2 separate regions of the Mus musculus genome follow, and region 2 is linked to region 1. The links are chromatin contacts, called in public Hi-C maps. All regions are on one chromosome and are shown on one strand. The core of a region is the stretch at or near the end of the contact, and the rest is flanking DNA. Distances in the headings are between cores, read along the strand shown. Region 1 has its middle 120 kb from the start of Gm26911. Region 2 overlaps Pdzrn3 (PDZ domain containing RING finger 3).

What was found. Hi-C and Micro-C count contacts between places; a contact is called where the count stands out from the background.
Region 2: a contact with region 1 is called in a Hi-C map of cerebral cortex, with 4 times the contacts expected there. The contact joins two enhancer-like sites. A contact is called at or near these places in 9 of 484 Hi-C or Micro-C datasets (8-cell embryo, the HL-1 cell line, cerebral cortex and 3 more).

Annotation. Positions count from the first base shown.
Region 1 is chr6:101,052,971-101,059,030 of GRCm38.p6, reverse strand. No RefSeq gene overlaps it. Among named protein-coding and RNA genes, the nearest start is that of Gm26911, 120 kb to the left of the region's middle. Within about 2 kb of position 2,545, at least 10 of the 459 cell types and tissues checked have an H3K27ac peak or open chromatin away from gene starts, as enhancers often do. A contact at or near this core is called in cerebral cortex, where this site is marked.
Region 2 is chr6:101,248,551-101,254,610 of GRCm38.p6, reverse strand. The region is part of intron 3 of Pdzrn3 (PDZ domain containing RING finger 3); the gene reads left to right. Among named protein-coding and RNA genes, the nearest start is that of Gm33934, 20 kb to the left of the region's middle. Within about 2 kb of position 2,245, at least 45 of the 459 cell types and tissues checked have an H3K27ac peak or open chromatin away from gene starts, as enhancers often do. A contact at or near this core is called in cerebral cortex, where this site is marked.

The sequences.
Region 1 (6,060 bases), core at 1,296-3,795:
GGAAGCCGAACATTCATTAACGCTTCGTGTTGTGGTCTGGATTATTCCATGATGGCAAAAGCAGTTTCTTGCCATAAGCTCAGAACCTTGGCTGGCCAGAGAGTCACAGTTTGGAAAGTTAAAGTCTGATGTTTGACCTTAAAATGGGATTGTTGTTAGTGTCCCTACACAGAGATTCCATGTCTAGGTGCAGAGTTCAAGGTAAAATGGACCATCTCTGAGACAACAGGGCTTGTGCTCAGAGTGTCCCTCTTCAGGAAACCCCTTGATGTCCAATTAAAGAGAGAAGAGATCTCAGAGAGCCCAATGGCCTCTTCAAGTTCAAATGGCCGACAAGCCATAGACCTGGCCCCTAAACGGGTGTGCATGATTCCGAATTCCAGTTTGTTGACTTGTTATAGCATGGGATACGCCACAACAGCCCAGGGGCCCCATATGTCTTACTTCCTGTTTCTAATAAAGTTTTATCAGAACACACTGCACCATCTGGCATGTAGGGCTGCATCTAAGTTTCAACAGCAGAGCTGAGTGCATGTGGCCAGAACCCCACAGCCTTGAGCATGTCTGTGCTGCCTCCGCCCTTTCACAGTATCATTGCCCTGGTCCATGAGGCAAGCTTAAGACAACATCATAAGAACCAAACATTTCCAGAGTTCACCCCTGTTGCAAAGACCAAGTCCATTTGGTAGCCTCTGATGACACTATGGCCCCCCAGAATTATGTGACCAGTCCAAGTATTCTACCTACCACATTTTAGACCCTGGCATGGACAGTGGCTTATGATTTTTGGAATCATGAATGATGGAGGTCAACTGTGAGAAAAAGGCCTTTCTGAATTATGTGCAAGCTTCCCTTTCAGTCATTCCCCCACTCCCTCCCACATAAGCCCCTAGTAGGTAGGTGCCTTACACAAAGTTCATGACAGACAGATGGATTCTTAGGAACCCTAAATGCGGCCCTCCAGGTTTTCATTGGTAGCCTTTTATAGAGGATGAGTACTTTAAAAATGAAGAATTGAGGAAGAAGTAGAGGAAGAGGAGAAAGAAAGAGAGGAACAAGGAAGGAATAAAAAGAGGTGGAGGGCAGGAAGGAATAAGGGAGAAAGAGAAGGGAAATAGGGTAAGAGAATAATGGGAAAACCAGGAGGAGAGGTGAAGGCATAAAAGGAAAGGGAGAGGAGGGGAAGGGGGAGAAGGGGAGGGGAGGAGAGAGGGGAAGGAATAGGAGGTTATGATGATAAAAGAAGAAGGCAAAAAGAGGCAGCTGTATAGAACAAACCTTCCAAAATCAGACCAGACAACACAGCACCAGAAACACACGCTTGCTCACATCAGCAGAACAGAGCTTCACAGTCTCACAGGCAAGAGGTCATCAAAATACACTTCTCGTTTTCTCTTGCCTTCAATTGTATTAAAGAACCAACTCTAGAAACTCGGGTTTCCCTTCCTATAACTTCTCATCTGGTGATTTCTAAGGATTAGATATCCACTGACCATGTATGTGCCTGTCATGGACTGAATACAGAACATACACTGGTCATTGTATTCAGAATGTATCCACTCCAGAATGGAAATAAGAGTATTTTAGATGTCTGGGGAAGTGACTGAGTTGATAAAGTGCTTTGCCTTGCATGTTTGAGATCCCTAATACATGAAAAATGGGGCACCATGACATGTACCTGTAAATCCGGCATTGGAGAGGCAGAAACAAGTGGACTCCAGAAACTTGTTAGCCAGTCAGCTTAGCTGAGTCAGTAATATTCAGGGCCAGTGAAAGACTCTCTCTCAAAATGTAAGGCAGAGTACCAGCAAGATGCTCAGTGGGTAGAGGACCTCACTAATAAGACTGAGTTCTGTTTGGTAAAAAGAGAACTAACTCCCAGAAGATAGCCTGTGACCACCACATGCTTACACACACATACACACACACACACACACACACACACACACACACACACACCACGCACACACAGATTTGCATACACAGACTCACGCAAAAATAATATTTCAGATATAGATAGACACTATACTGGAAAAAATAGCAGGTTCAGTGTAAGATAATGGTGGTGCAGGGGTGCTTTTAGGTGGGAAAATGGGGCTGATAGTTACCACATACCAGGCGTTGTGGACTAAATTAGGGAGAGATGGGAGAGAAGCATAGAGGAGAGCATCAGGTCTCCATAAAGCAATCCCAGGCCACAAACTAAGCTGGTCCTGTAAGGCCAGACTCAGGGACCCTCTCGGATAGTGCAACTGTAATACTTCTTGAGGCTTTACGTAGAAGCCACACAATGATTCTGTGCTGTTTTATTATTATTTCATTATCCCTGCTTATTATAATAAGAGCAAAGTCTCTGGGACGCTTCTGCATCAGCTGCACAGTACGTCAAAACTGAGCATGCTCCAGAAAGAACTACGTAATCGCAAACCGAAAGAGACGTAAACCCTCCGCTTCCCTGAGACCAAAGCTGCAGGACCATCCTGTTCTGTATGAGAGATGCTACTCACAGATTAGACACCTGGCTGTAGCCAGAGAAGCTGCTCTACGTACACATTCTCAGCCTACCACCACGAGCATCCATCAAAACAGCCTTATGCCAGCCTTCCCGCCCCAGCAGACACCATCGGCAAGCCGCTTTACACCAGAGAGGGGCAGACTGTGATTCATGAGCCAAATCTGGTCCACCGTCTATTTTTCATAAAGTTTTCTTGGAAAGCAGCCATGCCCATTCAGATGCACACGATCTACGGCTGCTTGAGCACTGTAGAAGCGAGGATCAATAGTTGGGACAGATTTGACATAGCCTGCAAAGACTGAAATATTTACTCTCTGGTCATTCGTAGGAAAGGGTTGCCAGCCCGTCAGGCTTAGAACACATGAACATATATGTTCCTACAGAATGTCAGTAAGTACACCTTTTATCGATTAATCCTCTCTGTGGCCGTTATTTTAAAAGAGGCTAGAAGGATAGCTCAGTGGCTAAAAGCACTTGTTCTTCTGGTCTACTCAAGTTAGGTCCCCACCCAGAAAGCTCCCAAACATCTGTAACTGGAGCTCCAGGGGATCTGGTGCCATCTCATGGGTACCACATGAGTGTGCTCATATAGAACACACAGACACATGACAGAAAAAAAAAAGAAAGAAAGAGGTGACTACCTGTGACATAGAATTGCACAGTATGCTGCTTTTCCTAACTTCACTGTAGCAGGTGGATGTCTGCACACAACCACACTCCTCTCTCGTCTCCCCCAGGAGATATGGCTAATCAGTTGTGATGCTTTTTTTGTTGCTGAGACTAGAGGTGACCTTTGGGTCCTTCACATAGCATTGCAGTCAGCCATGGCCAGTAATCCAAGGCTGCCTAAAGACATCCATTTGCCATCTTGGGCTGTGATCTGGAAGCAGGACTTTGTGAGAATTTTGGCATGTTGTCAGCCACTTTCCTCCCACGTGTCCTACAATGTCTCTTATCTTCAATTAAAGACAGGAGCCAGCTTCGTTTTCACGACATTTCAGAGAAGTAGGAAAAAGACACTCCTCTAGGCTTTGCCCAAGGTACGCCAGTATAGTTCACACTTGAGAACTGAATGTCCATGCATGAGCCTGCGGCTCCAACTTTTTCTGTGGGAACCTAAGATCTCAGCAGTAGAGCCCGAGTCTGTTCGCAACCCTTTTCTTTTCTTCCTGTGCTTTGCAAACTACTGAACTGCCTCCAGGAAAGCCATGGGAAGGCTGGTCAGAGGGCTATCTATGCTCTGTTAACTGTTCCTGGCCTCCGGAAGTCAGAAGAAAATAAAAGCATCCCATGAACTTCAATCACTAGCTAGGTCTCAGCTCCTCGCTTCTCCCCCACCCTCCTGCTCCCCAGTGACAAACCCAATATGCCTCCACACTCCCTCGACCACACACTTTATTATTACCTCAGGGTCAATACCTTTATAAACATGCCTCTGACTGACTTCTTAGATAACGTCAGGGCACTCCTTTGCAAGCAATAAAAACAACCCGGCCCAGGATGTTATCAAGAAGAAAGTAATTACAAAGTCCCGAGCCGAAGAGCCTGGGAAAACAGCATCCCTTATTATTGTCTAATTCTTAGAACAAGGAGGGCCTAGGTTAATATAACCATCAATCTCACATATGCCTTATTTCAAAGAGGCCTTAAAAATGAGGACACAAGAAATTATGTATTTGCCTTGGCTAGCAATTCTTGATCATGTGTTATTTGATCACACACACCATAGGTACATAAGGCAACCTTCAGACAGCTATGCAGACATTGGACCAGTCTTGCACTTAGAAATAACCTTGACATGCAGCATCCTTCCTCTTCCTCATCTTCCAGCAGACGGCTCAAGTCTCCCTACTGATGGCAGCGTTAGTGTCTGCAGCATTAAACACCAGGCAAGAAGTAAAGCATTCAGAGGAAGGGATCCTTGCCCTCTGATGATCTTTTGTATCCCCATATTCCTGACTCCTGTGTCCAAGGAAGAGAGGCTACCAAGGTGATGCTGGTGGGGAACAGTAGAGATGCCCTTGGGTCTCATGCCACCACTCCACAATTCCAGAAGAGGATGACCTCGGGAGGACTCTCAAACAAGATGAGACAATAGATATGGTAACTAGCCTAATTTAACTATTCCACGATATGCATATCAAAACATCATATGCATTTAGTCACCTTTAAAATGACATAAAGTGGAGGAAAATAACAACATCATAAGAAATGACAGAGTGAGGGCACAGACAGATAGGCTTGTATGGTGCCCTTGGCCTGCTTATTCAAGGTAGATCTTTATGGAGCAGCATCTTTGCAGCTAAGGCTTGAAGGATAGAAGAAATAGGGCACACACCACCTAAGGATAACCAGAGCAAAGAGAGGAGTCTGTGTAAAAGCACAAAGAGTGAACCAGTGGGATTCGTGGTATTTCTCAAACATCCTGTGTTGTCTGGATTATCTAGAAGACTTGTCCAGCATACATTGTGGACCTTGCTCTTAGTGCCTGCTAAGTGGATCCAAAGTGGGTCTAAGAATGCCAGTGTCGACATGTCCCCTTCAGTTTCTGCTGTTGCTAAGCTGTAGTTCACACATTGAAGATCACTGGTCTAGAAAAGGATGCTACAAGGAAATGATGGGATGGATGCCTTAGTGGCTAAGGGTTGAGGGCACTGCTGCTCTTCCAGGGGATGGGGGTTCAGTTCACATTACCCATGTTACACCAGGAAGCTCATGACTACCTGAAACTTTCTTGATTGCCACCCTACCCAGACAGACAGACAGACAGACACACACACACACACACACACACACGCACACACACACGGCGGGGGGAGAGAAAGAGAGAGAGAGAGAGAGAGAGAGAGAGAGAGAGAGAATACAGTCCAACAGATGCATGAGAATAAATACAAATAAATCTAATAAGAAAGAAAACGAGACTGTGAATGTCTTACCCAAAGGACCCAATAATAAAGTGTCTCTTCCCAAAGCAAAGCCAGGACATCTTTAGTGCAAGCCTGACACAAGCCTGCTGTTGAATGATCAAACAGCCAGACAATATGCAAAGAAAACAGGCATGTCAGCATTTTGATGAAACTGTAGTCACACATACACAAGAGGCTATGTTTCACAGTGATACTATAATCTGAGTCTCAGGAGGCAGAGGCAGAACAACTGGGAATTCAAGGCCAGCCTAGGTGATAAGAAGTTAAAGGCTGTTCTGAGCTCTACAAGACCACGTCTCAACAACCACAAAGGTTTGGGGTGTACTAGCCATAGAGACTTTGCTAAGGTATGTAAGGTCCTGGGTTCTAAATCTGCTACTAAGGAAAAAAAGAGGAATAGAACAGAAAGGAAGGGAAGGAAAGGGGGAGGGGAGGGGAGGGGAGGGGAAGGGAGGGGAGAGAAAGCAGAAAGATAGGTAGGGTCTCTGAAGAAAGAAATTACAGAAGATCTCAGAAGATGGAAAGATCTCCCATGCTCATGGATTGGCAGGATCAACATTGTAAAAATGGCTATCTTGCCAAAAGCAATCTACAGATTCAATGCAATCCCCATCAAAA
Region 2 (6,060 bases), core at 996-3,495, 200 kb before region 1:
CTAGATACACGTTGTATGTGCAACTGTTTATGTTAATTGTATGTTTTATAAACATAAAAAGTGAAGTTTGAGCATTTTGGCTCACATACACACACACACTCTAAATGAATAAAGTTTTAACCTAAACCAGCCCATGAGAAGTACTTGACTCATATACATGCATTTGTATGTGTGCCTATATTAGTGTATATTTGTGTGTGTGTGTGTGTGTGTGTGTGTGTGTGTGTGTGTAATGTGGATGCTCTTTGTCCTTTGCCAGTAGACTGAGTATAAAACTAAATAAGTGAATGGGACAACCTAGATGTCTTTTAAAATAATGCAGAAGAGATGACCATGAATAGATAAAAACTTAATCCTCTTAAGGAAACAAAAGAAAGCATTATATCCTAATCAACATCTCTTTAATATGATAAATTTAGAACATACACAAAATGTAATAAACATATATTAAATCTATTTCAATAAAACAATCCGTGCGAGGCCTCATGAATCCCTTTTTGTTGTAAGGGTTCAGACATTCCCCTTCATAAATGCTATATGAGGTATTTGAGCACCTTTATGGTGTTTTGGCTGACAGCAAATGACCTTTCATGAGACAGACATAGATCTTACTAGTCACACACCTTCCCGGGAGCAGCAGGGTATAAATTCACCAGGCCTGTTCTGCTTTGAGCTTCAGACAACCAAGGAAAAAGTGTTATTTCAAGGAACAGCTAGATGTGAACATCTGGCCAGAATTACTTCCTAATGAGTGGAGGTTAAAGATCTGCAAGAGCTCTCGGTCTTTTAGTACTCTTTTCTAATCTTTGTGGTGTGTAGTAATAATATAGTGTGGGCCAGTAAAGAAAGAATATTTTGGTCTGAAATGTAAGTCACAACCCCAGTCATTGGTTTGAGCCGAATCTAGTTTTAGGCTCAGTTAGGTCTAGACATTCAGATCTTATTGGAGAGTGGTCCCTGCATGACTTCACTGTGGTGAACTCTGCTGACTTCAGGATGTGAGGAGCATTTCTTCCCACAAACCACTAAAAGTGGCCCCAGAGACTTCATGTGCAATCCTATCGGCTCAGCTGCAGTCTTATAGAGGATACCTGTAGCCTCCGTTTAGGTCATGTGCTACTGACTAAGCCAATCGCTAGCACCAAAGGTCTGCAACAGTCCAGTGGGCCAGGTGTGAGCTCATCACTAAAGCCAACACCATTGGATGGACTGAGCTTCAGCTGAACTGTGTGGAGTGGATAGGTGGGCCTAAGGAGAGGTGCCCAGGGAGAATGGAGTTGGGGTGTGTGTGTGGGGGGGGGATCGGTTGGCCTAACTGGCTGTGGGGCAGGCTGGAATGAGGTATGCTGCAGACAGTTACCAGTGCGTGGATTTACCGGCAACCTGACTTCCAGAGCTTGTCACCTTCTCTGGCGCATGTGTGTTTCCTGAGCAAGTGAACTAACACATCTCTCTGTCCCTCCTCATCTGTCAGAGCGCTCACTCGCCAACCCTCCCTCACCCCAGGTTTCCACTTTAGGATCACACTCCTCAGATATGGGGCCATGAGTACTGTCACTCACCAGTTACTTCCTTCAGGGTGACACCAAGAAATTCTTTTTCTGACCATGGCACGCCTGCCATTCCCCTTTTGCTTTCACGAAGCTTTCAGAAACAAGTTACAGAGTATGGAGAGAGCTCAGCCTTCCCCGGGGGCTGGAAAGGCTCTGGCTGAAATTGAGGGAGCCTTGTGCCCCCTTGGGAACTCTCTAGGGCCAGAGAGATGGAGGTCTGGCCACTCCCTCCTGCTCTGTCAGACTTCATTCGGTGTCTCGTTTCCCATGAGAAATAAGTCTGCACAGTTTAAGAGGAAAAGAAAGAGTTGAACCCCTTATGGTTTAACCACATCCATCCTTAAGGCCTCTCAGAGGCTGGCCAGCTTGTCTGCTCAGGCACCGAAGCATCAGGACCACCCTCCACCCCCCGCCCTCCACCCACCCCCCCACTGCCTCTCCTTCTAAATATTTCTCTTCCCTGTTTGCCTCCCTCTCAGTTTCTATAAAGAGGAGGATTTAACGTCAACACTTCCGCAGCCCCCAGTCGCTGACACCAGCTCTGTCATACAGACAGCAGATGAAAATCTCCTCGCCTACCTCTGGATAATCTGCCAATCCTACATTTTCCAGGGCAGGTGCAGAACCAAAGTCATACACTTCAGTGCCTCTTAAAAATCACAGAGACCAGTCCCGAGTGTGGGTGTCGTGGGAAGAATGACAGTGTGAGGAACACTGCTGCTCCCGTGACATAAGCCGAGGCTCACAGCTAGCTGCTGAGTGGCTGAGCAGACAGCCCTTGCGCTTTTGTGTCTGCAAGAGAAGACTAAAAATCTGAATGTTCCTGTTTCGTATTCTGCCTATTGTTGGTTTCAAGACAATTCTGAAGTTTGGCAAGTCCCTGGGAGCTGCTGAGTCGAATGGGCACTGTTTCAAGCCCAGAAGAGGATGAACTCTAGGAGGAGAAATGGTGACCCCAGTTCTCAGAATCAGCATGATGCCTCTTTCACTGCATTGTGTGGTTTTCTTTTGGAGGAAGGGATCTGGAGACAGACAGATTAGATGGAAAGATTCCATTTGCTGTTTGAACACAAACCATCCCGAGCAATTGTGCCTGGAATTCTGCATCTCTGGCCTGCTCAGACACCTGCTGCATGAGGTACCGCAGTCACCCTAGTGACCGTGGGGCTTCTTTTCCTGGGTTAGTTTTCACCCCACCTGGTGGTGTACTCAGTTTAAAATCTCTCCTGGAGATGAGATGTGGCCCCCAGCTGATGGCATGATTTTATATCCCATTGAATGGGATATAAAAAGCAAATCTGTTGCCAGGAGAACCCACCTAGAACCTAGTAGTACAGCAGACAGCTGCATCTAGACACCAAGATTCTCCTCCTGGATATATGTGCCATGGGGAGAGTGAGAAAGGGCCCCTGGTGAACCATTGAGTAATTTATAGGCTAATCTGGCTGCATGAATTTCTCCTAAGCACCCCAGAGAGAATTAAGATATAAAACATGAGTCTTGTAACCCGAGCAGGAGGCGGTGTGGTGCAGGGGTTCTTATAGCCTGCCTGCCAGGAGGCCACAGGGCCACACTTGTGAACTTAGTAAATGGGGCAGCTGGGAATCACAGCCACATCCCTGAGCTTTCCTGGAGAGAGCTGAACTGCCCCTGAACCTGGAGTGTTTGCCTGGCAGGTTCATGCTGGCTCCTGATGTCATTTCAGCACGCATGCAAGAGACTGGAAAGGGAGGCTCTATACACGGAAGGGCTGCCGTGCCTGGACTTCTAGCCAGGGAGCCCTTGAGTGCTGTTTTCTTTGGCATCAGTCTAGGCTGAGTTGCTTAAATTCCTTTGAAGTTCAGGGGTTTGGGGAGCAGTAGCCCAGCCTACATTCCTTACTCCAGAAGGCAGGCAAGGGGGTCTGGGGTTACCAAGCTGCCAAGAACCAGGCCTTTGTTGGAAAGGTCACTTTGGTGTGACTATGGCTTCAGAGTCTAGTCTTTCTCCCAGTAATGGCTTACAGGCTAATTCAGCAGCCAAGCCCCTATCCTCAGGCCTCCTTGACTTGCTCTCACATTAGAATGTGTAGCTGGAGAACTGTTGAAGAAAACCCCTTTGTGTGTTCATACAAGGGAAAGGATTTTTCCTACTTTGGCTGCTGTGCAGGTGCTGATGTAAAAAGAAACCCAGAAATGACCCTACCCCAACAAAGGGAACTAGGGGAAGCCAGACTCCTCTGCAGCCCCAGCTCAGGAGCACCCAGAACTAAACCCATCACCCGTTGCTCGCCATACACAAGGAGTCAGCTGAACCACAATGGGCTCGTGGAGTGTGATAGTCACATGTGCAGTCTGAGAGTCAGCTCCTGGACTGAGTAGCCAGTGGCAAGGCAGAACCCTTGCCTCTTCAGCCATTAAAAAGAATTCTACATAGGGCCTCTCTGAGAAATCCCAGGAGAAGGATGGGTCATCCCAAGAGGGGCTGCCGCTCTGCCTGAGGCATGGCGATGCAGAGAGTTAAGAGAGAAAAATGATGTCTGTAAAGTTCATGTACTGGTTGGGTTTTGTCGGCTTGACATAAAGCTGAACATATCTGGGAAGAGGGAATCTCAGTTGAAGAATGGTCTTCATCAGACTGGCCTGTAGGCAAGTCGGTGGGGATACTTTCTTGATTGATAGAGGAGGACCCAGCCCACTGGGGCAGTGCGACCTCTGGGCGGGTAGTGCTGGCTTGTAATAGAAAGCTGGCTGAGCAAGCCACGCAGAGGGGGTTAGTAAGCAGAACTCCTCCATGGCCTCTACTTTAGTCCCTGCCCTGCTTGAGCCCCCGCTTTGGTTTCTCTCAGTGAGGGACTGTGACCCAGCCATGGAAGCCAGATGAACCCTTGCCTCTCCAAGTTGCTATGGACCGTGGGGTGTCATGGCAGCCTCAGAAACATAGCTAGTGTAGTTCGATAGGACAGATAGCAGCCATTACAATGAATTTGTGAAAGGGTTGTTTTCCTTTAGTGAATCTGTACATCTGCATTGAAGGGTTGTGAGCATAAAGAATACATCCGATTCCACACACTATTCCAAAATTGGATTATCGTTTTGTAATCACGTGTGTGGGCCGGAGGCAAAGTCTGAGCCACCTCTTGTGTTGGGCACTTGGAGAGGTTGGGATCTGCCTTAGGCCATGCTGGGACCATCCTCCTTGTTATTTTGTCCTCTGTGGAATACCACCTACCTCTTTCTTGCTGCTTTGAACTATTCCTCACAGGACAGTGGGGTAACTGGCCCTTATTCACAGTTTGAGTACCAACGCTATGCTAATTCCTCATGATACAAGAGTAACTAGGGACCAGCCATGTTATTCACGGGCCTCAGCATGAAGTAAAAAATAAGAATCTCCTTTGTGTGAAAAAGCAGGAAAAAAGAAACGTGATGAGAGGTATTAAAATCTAAAGTGCTCTTTGCTTCCCTGGCCTGTCTGTCTGTCTGTCTGTCTGTCTGTCTGTCTGTCTGTCATGGTTTTGCTATCAGCACCATGCTTCCATGGGCAGGCAGATAGGGATGAGTGGAGCATGTGTCTGGGCCCCTTCCCTGCACCAGTCCACCTGCTGCTAGGTCCTGTTAGTACCTGTCCCCTTGGTAAAGACAGGGGAAATCTAGCAAGGTGTCTCCCCAAACCGTGGGCCCTTGGCTCTGCTCCACAGTCAGTGATTGATCCCCAGAACTGCTTCAATCATGTGCCAGGGTGTGGGAGGCTCAGAGAGTACACAGTGACACTGCCTGCCCCACCTAAATCTGCCACAAGTACAAACATCCTACCCTAACCATGCCCATGCCCATGCCCATGCCCAGGCCCAGGCCCCGCCAAGGTTGGAGAGAAGCCACAGAAGCAGGAAGAGGAGGCCAGGAAGAACCCCAGGGACTGCCCCAAGCCAGGTATCCATTGTCTGTTGCACACTTCATAGAGTCACTGACTTCCCCTTACAAACCATATATGCATAGATAAAATTCCACAAGTTTCAAGGCAGTGACTTCACATCGTTGAGCCCCAGCTGTTGATTAGACAAGAAGAAATATAGCAATGGAGAGATCTACTCCAAGCTCAAAAAATGTAATTTTCACTAGTTAGGGCCAAATAAGTAATAAGAAAGTTTGAACAACAGCAACAACAACAAAACAGATAAAAAACAAACAAACAACAACAAAAAACAAAACAAACAAACAAAAAAACCTGAGGGACCTTTACATCTGGTAGGCAGGCAGCTTCCTGAATATGCCATTTAAGGCAAGATCCAAGGTTAGAAGTGTTAGCTAGAGGCAGAGTTGAGAAAGTTGGTCCAGCCAGGGGGGACAGCAGCTTTGACCCACAATGAGGGAAAAGGCTTGGCTCATTGAAAAGACTGGAAGGAGGAGTTGGGTTTGGTGTTGGTATTAGAGAAGAGGTGTCTAGGAGAGAATGGGAAAGTGAGGAGTCAGAGCACCTGGAGTCAGGGGTAGGTCATAGCTCTCTGCCAAATGTGAGCTGTGCTCCT